Linked DNA regions of Mus musculus: region 1 is linked to region 2. The links are chromatin contacts, called in public HiChIP or PLAC-seq maps. All regions are on one chromosome and are shown on one strand. The core of a region is the stretch at or near the end of the contact, and the rest is flanking DNA. Distances in the headings are between cores, read along the strand shown.

What was found. HiChIP or PLAC-seq counts read pairs in DNA pulled down with a chosen protein or histone mark.
Region 1: a contact with region 2 is called in an H3K27ac HiChIP or PLAC-seq map of double positive thymocytes, with 2.4 times the contacts expected there. The contact joins two enhancer-like sites. A contact is called at or near these places in 3 of 115 datasets of contacts at active chromatin or transcription factors (bone marrow-derived macrophages, double positive thymocytes and embryonic stem cells).

What each region holds. Positions count from the first base shown.
Region 1 is chr11:75,557,604-75,562,818 of GRCm38.p6, forward strand. Slc43a2 (solute carrier family 43, member 2) reads left to right here. Exons shown (of 14, transcript NM_001199283.1): 6 at 3,296-3,388; 7 at 5,169-5,215. Among named protein-coding and RNA genes, the nearest start is that of Mir3971, 8.8 kb to the left of the region's middle. Within about 2 kb of position 3,573, at least 97 of the 459 cell types and tissues checked have an H3K27ac peak or open chromatin away from gene starts, as enhancers often do. A contact at or near this core is called in double positive thymocytes, where this site is marked.
Region 2 is chr11:75,009,478-75,014,532 of GRCm38.p6, forward strand. All of the region lies in intron 10 of Smg6 (Smg-6 homolog, nonsense mediated mRNA decay factor (C. elegans)), which reads left to right. Among named protein-coding and RNA genes, the nearest start is that of Srr, 86 kb to the left of the region's middle. Within about 2 kb of position 3,679, at least 205 of the 459 cell types and tissues checked have an H3K27ac peak or open chromatin away from gene starts, as enhancers often do. A contact at or near this core is called in double positive thymocytes, where this site is marked.

The DNA of each region.
Region 1 (5,215 bases), core at 2,323-4,822, 550 kb after region 2:
GTATGCCTTGCTGCCTGACTATGTGCCTTTGGGAAGTGAGTGTGACCTTGAATTACAGCATTCCTTCCATGCAGGGGTACAGCGAGCACAGTTACCTTTCGTGCCCACCAGGGCGTGTTCATGCATACCTGGCCTTGTCACGGTGTCCTGTCTCCTATGCCCATCATGTGTGCCCTTCCCACGCTTCTCAGTCTAAAATGATGACAAAAAAGCCACTTGTGTGCTAAGAATTTGGGAGAAAACTTAGCTGGTCACCCTGGCCTTGTACCATACACTTACAGACTTGCTAATGTTCCTTTTCAGCCCTGTGGTACCCCCCCCCCCAACAATCTTGCTTCTTACTAATATTCTGCAAAGCATTACTGACTGAGAATTCACATACCACCCATTTCACCTAAAGCTTGTATATTCAGTGAGCTTTAGTGTATTTAGAGATGCGTAGTCACTTCAGTCACCTACATCACCCCAACAGAAATCCTGTCCCATGTGTGCCCCCCCTGCCCCCCCCCTTTGCCTGTCACTGATGCACTCTTTGTTATTTTGGGTTTGTCTGTTTGGAGCATTTCATGCAATGGATCCATATAACATATGCTTTTAAAGAAAACATTATTTATTTTATGTGTAAAGGTGTTTTGCTTGTGTGCATGTATGTGCACCACAAGCATGCAGTGCCTGTGGGGTCCAGTAGAGGGCATCAGATCCCCTGGAACTGGAGGTTGTTAGCTGCCATGTGGGTGCAGGAAGGAGCAGTACCCTCCGGGTGTGCTCTTCTGAGCTGCCTTTGTTCTCTCTTAGCTTACTGTCTCCCAGGTCCACACCTGTTGTAGCATGTCTGCTCTCCTTTCTGTAATTGTGTATATACCTTTTGTTTATCTGTTCATCTTGATGGACATTAGGTTGTTGCCATTTTTTGCTATTAAGAAGAATGCTTTCCCAAGCATTCATGTGCAGCATATGCTCATATTTCTCTTAGGAGTGAATGTACCTAGGAGTGGAATGCCCTGATCGTGTGGTTATTTTGTTTTAACTGTGAAAAACCAGCTCTGTTTCCAGAGCGGCTGTAGCTTTGTATTTCTGCGGGAAGCTCATGCCACACCTCCCGGTTCTCTCCAGCACTTGTTACTGTCTAACTTAGTACAGCCATTCTAGTGGGTGTGAGTGTGTGTGCGTGTGCGTGTGTGCGCGCGTGTGTGCGCGCGTGTGTGCACTCGTGTGCGCGCGCATGCCCCTGTGGAGGTCAGAGGACAGGTGTGAGAGGTGCCTCTCTTCTTCCCCCATGTAGGTGCCAGGGGTTGAGCTCAGGTTGAGAGCCTTGGCAGTAAGTGCCTTTACCCAGGAGCCACCACTCACTCAGTCTGTCTGTCTGTCTGTCCGTCTATAATTTACTGAGGCAAGGTCTTACTCTGTGTCCCTGGCTGTCTTGAAAATTGTTATGTAGACCTTACTGGCCTCAAACTCACAGAGATCAACTTGCCTTTGTCTCCCAAATGCTGGGATTAAAAGTATGCACTGCCTCTCTGCTTTGTTTGTTTGTTTGTTTTAAGACTGAACCCTAGTTGGCCTGAAATTTACTATGTAGACCAAGCTGGCCTCATACTTGCAGTGATCCTCCTGCCTCTGCCTATCTTAGAGCATAGACATTTACGAAAAAAAAAAAACAAACAAACAAAACAAAAACTTTTGACATATTCATTGCTCATTTATTTAATCAAGAGCAAAACAAGGCAAAAATAATGTCAGGCATAGTGTCACAGCTACCCCCATTTTGGTAGCAAGGAATGGGCTTGCAGTGGCCTTCTCTAGTCTTGCTAGGGTTTTGCTATAAGCCTCTGCTGGCCTAGGACTTTGAGTCCTCTTTTTCTGCCTGAGTACTGGGCTTCTGGGTATGCTCAAGCTACAGTCACGACGATTAAACAAAAAGGGCCCCAGACAATAAGAAAAGGAGCATTGCTCAAGAGAATGTCCCCAGCACCAATAGCACTGTTGATGATGACGTGGTACAGGCTCTTGAGCTGGGAGAGGAGTTGTGGCTGCTTGTGGGCAGGATTTGGTTTGCTCCGGTGTGTTGGAATCCATCCCTGAGCTTCTCTGTGTAGCCCTGGCTGTCCTGGAACTCACTCTGTAGTCCAGACTGACCTCAAACTCAGAGATCAGCCTGCCTCTGCCTCCCAAGTGCTGGGATTAAAGGTGTGCACCACCATGCCTAGCATTTTTTTAAAGCTATTTTATTTAATTTGCATGAGTGGTTTGTCTCTGTGTATAAATGTATGTATATGGCACGTGCAGTACACAGAAGACAGAAGAAGGGGCTGGAGTTACGGATGACTGTGAGCTACCCTGTCAGTCCTGAGAACCAAACCCAGATTCTCTGCAAGAGCTTTAAGCGCTTGTAACTCGCGAGCAGCGGCTCCAGCCCAGGTTGTGGTGTCTTAGCACGGGCCTGTAATCACAACTGAGTTTCTGCAGAATCATTGAGGGTTGGCCTTGAAATCATTTCAGATGGGCCCAATCTTGCTTTGCACCCATGTGAGTGGTCATGTTAAAAACAGCCAGAGCCTTCCTAATCTTTGCTTCCTGGAGGTGCTAGGTGGCTCCCAGGGTAGCATCAAGTTGGAACAAATCCCCTGGTTACACTCAAAAACTCAGTCAGGACTTGGGGAGCCACCTGTCTTGTTAGGACTGTGATTGGCACCTTCCAGAAACATACTCTGAAAACCAAAAGCAGCTTTTGCTGACATCTGGTCTTTCTGGGACTCTGATATTTTTATTTATAAAATGACACTCATTTCCCCAAATAGATTCTTATTTTTAACGGGCTTTCTCCCTTTGAGGGGTGCTTAAGGTTTACAGCTTTGCTCTCTGACAGCCTCCTTCAAATACAGCAACTGTGGTAAGCCCTGGCCTGTGTAAGGAGTGGCGGGGCAGTGTGCAGACAGTCATGTCTTTTTCTCTGTCTCTGTCCGGGAAGGGAAAAAGAAAGCTTGCCATTAATTTGTGGCAGTTGCCTAGACTGCTGTGCTGTGAATTCCACAGAGGAGGGTGGCTGAGACGTGAGGCCTGGCCATTGCTAGCTGCTCCCTTCCCTTCTCCCTTAGGCGAGGCCAACAGCCCAGGACAGCTATAAATGTACTCCAACACAAAGTCATAAAGCTTACCTAGGACCTTCCTGGCACTCTTGTAAGCTCAATTGCGTAGTTCTTTGGTTTGAATTTTGCAGATGAGAGTGTTGCGTCACAATGTCAAAGGTGAGATGCACCTGTGACCTAAGCCTGCCTTTCTCCATCCATCCCCTCAGCTGCCCAATATGTTCGGCGACCTTCGGTCCACATTTATTGCCTTGATGATTGGATCCTACGCTTCCTCAGCAGTTACCTTCCCAGGAATAAAGGTGAGGGTGTGGCCAGCCCGTGGCTCTCCACCTCCCAACTCACGCTTTTCCCTAGCATCTGGGCAGAGGCCTCCACCTAGGCCACTGCAGCCTCTCTGAAGAGGTCCGTCATTGTGAACACTAGGGGTGGCTCCTCAGCTGCCCCTCCCACCTAGGCAGGATGCACCTGGCACCACAGGAGCAAGAAAAGAAAACCCCTGGGCCCCGGAAGAGGGGAGCTTGAGTGTTGTTCTGTGGTGTGTGACCCCAGACTGCCTGGGGACAGGAAAGGAGGGTGGGTGAGCTTGCCTCCAGGACACTCCAGCCTGTTGATGTTGGGCTGTTGCTGCCCAGTAGCCAGAGCTCTGCTGTCCGCCAAGTTGGTTCAGCTGTTTCCCTCCCAGGCAGAATTCTGAGCCTGTGGAAGTCACATGGCATCAGGAAGAAGCCTAGGCTCAGAGTCTCCTAGGCTTCTGTCAGGAGGTCACCAAGGGCTCTTCTCTCCCCAAGCACTGGCATCAAGTAGAAGCCCACTTCGGGGGGTATGGGGCTCTGTGATGATGAGAGGGGGCCTCAGATGTAGGCTGGGAACCTGGGGGTCCACGTGCTAGGTGGTAGGAATCTGGCCAGCCACCCTGTGAACTTCCTCTTGCTCCTGGATGGTGGCAGAAGCAGACGCTCCTTGGCTTCTGTGTAGAATGCTAGCCTCCGCCCAGGGAGCTGGGCAGGTACATGCTAAGGCACTTAGAGGACCTCACGTTGGGATGAAATGGGGATGATCAAGACAGGCCTAGGGGCATGGGCCTGTAATGACAACTACTGAGAAGGCTGAGGCAGGAGGGCATGGAACGTTCAAGGGCAGCCTGGGCAAGTTAAGTCTCTACTTATCTCAGCTTTTTTAAGGACCATGAGTAAAGTTCACTGTTAGATAGTTGGCAAGCACATGGGAGGCCCCAAGTTCAATTTCTGGTACAAAGAAAAGAGCTGGGCAGTGGTGGCGCAAGCCTTTAATCCCAGCACTTGGGAGGCAGAAGCAGGTGGATTTCTGAGTTCGAGGCCAGCCTGGTCTACAGAGTGAGTTCCAGAACAGCCTGGGCTACACAGAAAAACACTGTCTTGGAAAGAAAAGAGAGTAGGGAAGAGGAAAAAAAAATAGAAAGAAAGAAATGGTATCAATTGGTGCTGGAATGCTTGGCTCTCTGCCCTCTGCCAGGATCACCACTAATCCTGCTGAAGCACTCTCCAAGTATAGCATCAATACCTGTTTCACAGAGGCACCAAAGGAGCTAAGTCAGTTGGTCTCCTGAGTGTCTGGAGCACCTGCCCTGTGTATACTTAGAGAAGTATCAGTGGATGAGGCCGGCAGGTTCCTGTCCTTGGGGAACTAGACAGTCAAACAGAATGGCTAGGCTGCCTGTGATCCCAACACTCTGGATGCGGAGGCAGGAGGATCAAGAGTTTGAAGCCAGCCAGGGCTACACGAGAACCTGTCTCAAAACAGAGGGGGAAAAACACTCAGAAGAAGCAGAAAAGTCTTAGCCAGGACTGTTTACTGTGACCCAGCAAGGCAGACATGACAGCAATAACTCAGTCACCTTTCAAGATGGTGACATTTGATTCAAATTGGATTCTAGGTTCAGACAGGTTGGGATTATCAGAGCATGGGGTTCTAATAGCCAAACAGCTCAGATCACAGGGTTGAGCCTCTCTATATGGCCCAGCACAGTGAGAGCTCCCAACTGTCCCCTGCCCAATGCCCATTCTGGTTTCCCATTGATAACACTGCTCCCTCTTCTGACAGCTCATCTACGACGCTGGCGCCTCCTTCATTGGCATCCTAGTGGTCTG
Region 2 (5,055 bases), core at 2,429-4,928:
CTCCTCCCATTGATGACTGACTAGGCCATCTTCTGCTACATATATAGTTAGAGCCACAAGTTCCACCATGTGTTTTCTTTGATTGATGGTATAGTTCCAAGGAGCTCAGGGGTACTGGTTAGTTCGTATTGATGTTTCTCCTAGGAGGCTTCAGACCCCTTCAGCTCCCTGGGTACTTTCTCTGGCTCCTTCACTGGGGACCCTATGCTCCGTCCAATGGATGACTGTGAGCATCCACTTCTGTATTTGCCAGGCTTTGGCAGAGCCTCACAGTAGACAGCTATATCAGGCTCCTGTCAGCAGGCTTTTGTTGGCATCTGCCTAGTGACTGGGTTTGGTGGTTGTTTATGGGGTGGATCCTCAAGTAGGGCAGTCTCTGGATGGTCATTCCATCAGTCTCTGCAACTCCCTCCATGGGTATTTTGTTCCCCATTCTAAGAAGGAACAAAGTATCCACACTTTGGTCTTCCTTCTTCTTGATTTTCTTGTGTTTTGCAAATTGTATCTTGGGTACTCTGAGCTTCTGGGCTAATATCCACTTATTAGTGAGTGCATATCATGTGTGTTCTTTTGTGATTGGGTTACCTCACTCAGGATGATATCCTCCAGATCCATCCATTTGCCTAAGAATTTCATAAATTCATTGTTTTTAATAGCAGAGTAGTACTCCATTGTGTAAATGTACCACATTTTCTGTATCCATTCTTCTGTTGAGGGTTATGGTGTTTTTCTAATGTAGGCCTTCATATATTTGTTGCAACAGAATATAGGAAAACATAACCTTTCTTTAAGTCAGAACTTTTGTTAGTTTCTAGTTCATAGCAAAATTGAATACAAGATATAGAAACTTCTCATATTATCCATTTTCCCTTTCTACAATCTCCTCTACTATTAAACACCCACACCAAAGATTATGTGTAGTCACTTTTAGTAAGCATGGCACCTCAAATGTGTAGTTTACATTTTTATTCACTTATGTACATTTTATGTTAGTTTTCATTTGGGTCTTGACATATATACAGTGACATATATCTATTATTACCATGGCTATGAGTTTGTTTTGCTATCCTTAAAAATCCTCATATACTGTCTTAGCATCTATTTCTTTATTTTGACTCCTAGGCTACCACTAATCTTTTTACCATATATCTCTCTATCATTTCCATATTGTCATATAGTTGGAATCATGGACTATTCCACCCTTTCATGCTGCCTTCTTTCAGTTGCTGATATGCCCTCATGTTTGGTTTGGTTTGGTTTGAGACAGGGTCTCACTATGTAGTCTTGGTCAGCCTGGAACTCTCTTGTGTAAACCAGCGTGGTCTTAAAGTCATAGACTGCCTGTCTCTGTCTCTTGAGTGCTGGAATTAAATTTGTGAACCACCATATTTGGCTATGTAATTGTTTTGCTTGCTTATACTGTGTGTGTACCTAAGTGTCTATAGAAATCAAAAGAGGGTTATTGTATCCCCTAGATCCCCCATGTTGGATCTGGGAACCAAACCTGGGTCCCCTGCAAGAGGATCAAGTACTCTTAACCACTGAGCATTCTCTTCAGCCCATGATGAAGATTCTGTTGTCTGGCTATCCTATACTTTATTAATTTACATTACTGGAATGCATTTTGATTGTTTCCAAGTACTAGCCGGTCTAAGTATGATTGTTTAAAACATCTCTATATAGGTGATTATTGCAGACTTAAGTTTTTTGCTATTTGATTGAATATTTGGCAACCTGATAGCTGGTCCATATATTTAGAGTACCTTAGTTTTTTATTTTGGGCTCTTTTTAGAGTGGTGTGTGTGTGTGTGTGTGTGTGTGTGTGTGTGTGTGTGTGTGTGTGTGTCTAGCTGTAGCATACACTTGGAGAGGCTAGAATGATCAGTGGGTATGTATGCTCCTTTGTGACTGACTCACTACCCTGAGATGGGATCTTCAGCGAATGAGAAGCTCTCCATTTTTGCAAGAGCTCAGATTGTCCCTACCCCTGAATGCTGGGTTACAGGCATGACAGCTTTGTCCAGTGATGTATGTAGTTGCTGGAGATTTGAACTGAGGTCCTCGTGCTTGCATCGTAAGAGGTCTTGCCTACTGAGTCATCTACCTCCCCACTCTAGTTTTGTTGAGACACTGTCTCACTGTAGTTCAGGCTGGCCTTGAAAATCTGATCCCCTGCTTCAGCAGTCTCGAGTGCTGGGATTACAGACACATAATTGCCATCCCCAGCAGATACTACATTTTGTAAGAAACTACAAAGCTGTCTTCAAACCTGTCTTATTGTAAATTGCATTTTGTTGACTATTAGGAAGAATGACATTTTCCCCCAAGTTTTATTAGCCATTAAAGGTTCTCTATATAGCCTTATCTATAGCCTTGTAGACCTTACATCGGTTTACTTGAGCAGACAGTAAGTATAACAAGAGCTTGCTATACTCATTGGTTGGTTTTCATTTATTAGTATGGGGGAGTGTGTGACATTGATGTACAGGTGGGGGGACAACTTTGGAGGGGATTCTGTCCTCCCACTTTCATGTGGGCTCTGGGAATTGGTTGGTTTTCATATATTATTATGGGGGAGTGTGTGACATTGATGTACAGGGGTCAGGCTTGCATCACAAGAACCTTTATCCTCTGAGCCATCTTTGCTGACCTCATATTGGTAATTTCTTGTTTGTATTTGCATTTTTAAAATTATTTACTCCTACCTCCAGCATGATTACAGAGACAGATGAACTGAAGTGGTGAGGGAGTGAAGAAAAGATAGACATATAGACACATGTACAGGAAAGCTGGGGTAAGGTGGTCCTGGGTATTTCTGATGGAGAAATCACAGCACCCAGAAGTTATCGTGCATATATAGATTTGAATGGGGAGGTTGGGTTATTATGTACAGCTGAACAAGGCCATTACACAGAGATAAACCAGGAGGCAGGGTTTACGGTATACAAATAGATCAAGGAGACATGATTAGCCAATCTTGGTAGGAACAGGTATCTTTGTAGGTAGGGGAGCAGTCATCAATCAGGCTGTAAACATCACAGGAAGGGAGCTCTGGTGAACAGTTTCTGCAGCTGATATAAGTATCCACATTCAGACCCCTGAGGAAGGCTTTGCTATTTCCCTCTGACCTTCACCTTCAGCTCCTGCCCTTGGGAGTGGGGGAATTTACCATATTCTAATTAGTCTGAGGTCTTTGACATAGCCAGTTTATGTCAACAATACAACATTCTTAGGGTTTCTTCTACTCTCCACAATTTATTTATTTATTTATTTATTTATTTGTGTGTGAATATATATGCATGTGTGGAAACCAGAAGATACTGGATCTTCAGAGGTGGAGTTACCGTAGTTTTTGGGTCACCTGGTTTGTTATGTAGTGTTGGGCTCTGAGATCCAGTCTCATGATTCCCAGTGCTCTTTAACCCAGTCTGATCTGTTGGGGGGACTGGAGCAGATCTTGCCTTGGTGATATCTGTTCTCAGCATTTTGACCTTCTTCTTGTCCCCTAAAGACAGCAGTGTGTTACTGAGAGAGGGAAATACGTCTGTGTGCTAGTCCTTTAAGAGAAAACCTAGCGGAAGTGATGTGCAGAGAACATCTGCACTTGGGGCTGAGTGGGGAAAGCGAGATGCGCTGCAGCTGGTGTAAGGCCCTGGCAGGCTGAGGCGCTGCTGTCTGTTGGGGTTTACTTCTGTCTACATTGAAACATGGCTTGGGAGGGGGTGGTGGCCTGCCGCCAGCCTCAGTTAGCCTGCCCTCCTCTTTCCTCCTCACCCACTTCCCCCAGCCTCCCCTCCCTCATGCTTTAAAGTCACATTTCCAGGCCAGACGTAGAATTAATCTCTGGGCACTTCACATTGCTGGCAGCTGAAAGCAGGATGTGGGATTTTTTTTTCTTTCTTTCTTTTTTTTTTCCTCTCTCTTTCTCTCTGTGTCTTGGCTGACTTTTTTACCTCTCGAAGAATTTGGAAGGCCGTGAGATTCCCCCCCCCCCCCCAAAGTACTGTGGAGTTTTTCAGCTTGCTGATCACCCTGCTGCGGCTTCACCCTAATAGACTTCATATGTTGATGCAGTTGACATCAGTATCAAACTATTTTACATGTGATCTGGTGTATTTCCTGAGGAAATCTGCAAGATATTTATTAAGAACTAATAAAATAAACCTCTCCATGAGTTTTTAGGTAGTTTTCAATTTTTCATGTCGCTCTCGTTTCCTCTTATCAATGAGTTGCTATTTTCTCTCTCTACTCTGACCATTGCAAAAGGAAACAAAAATAAATGTTTTAAACTGTTCCTGAAGGGACAGGAGAGAATAGTTCTGCCATGATGTATCAGCTAGGGCTGTATTTTTAGTGCAGCATTGTAGAAACTAAAAATATCCTGTTATAGTGGATCCTTTTTATAGGTCTCTTTTGCTCTGTCTCGTTCTCTGTGTGTGTGTGTATGTGTGTGTTTATAATGTTGTAAGCACAAGTGCCTTTGTGCATCAGCAGCCGCTCTTCTCATTACAGCTGGACTCCATTAGTCCTTGAAAATTAATGTAATCCTAGTTAAGAAAAAAATTAATTACTCTACCAGAGCTGTGTTTCATCCAAAGCTAGTGTTAGCTCCCTAGCTGGCAGCTTAGTTTGAGAGGCTCCAGGGACCCATGGAGTTGTGGCTTTGGTATCATAGCATTTGCTGCTGTGTTTTTCCTGTTGAGAGCATTCCTCACTTCTTAAGGGTTACACATGTGGCATGCAGAGTGACTGCAGACCCCTCTGCCTCTGTGAATTACTGTTCCCGTCTGGTCATCCCCAGAAGGAATGTCCACCACAGGCTTAACTCACCTGCCTCTGCTGGTTTTCTTCCTGGGTTTCTTTATGACAGAGTTGTTTTCTCATGTGCCCTGCAGAAGAAAAAAACCTTTGTGAAAGTCTTAAGAGGTGGGCAAAATCTGCCAAGGAGAAGTCTGTGTGGATGATTAAGAATGACAGTCACAGGCTGAAGAAGTGGCTCAGTGGTGGATCAATTGCCTAGTATGCCTGAGGCCCTAGGTTCAGTCGCGCGCGCGC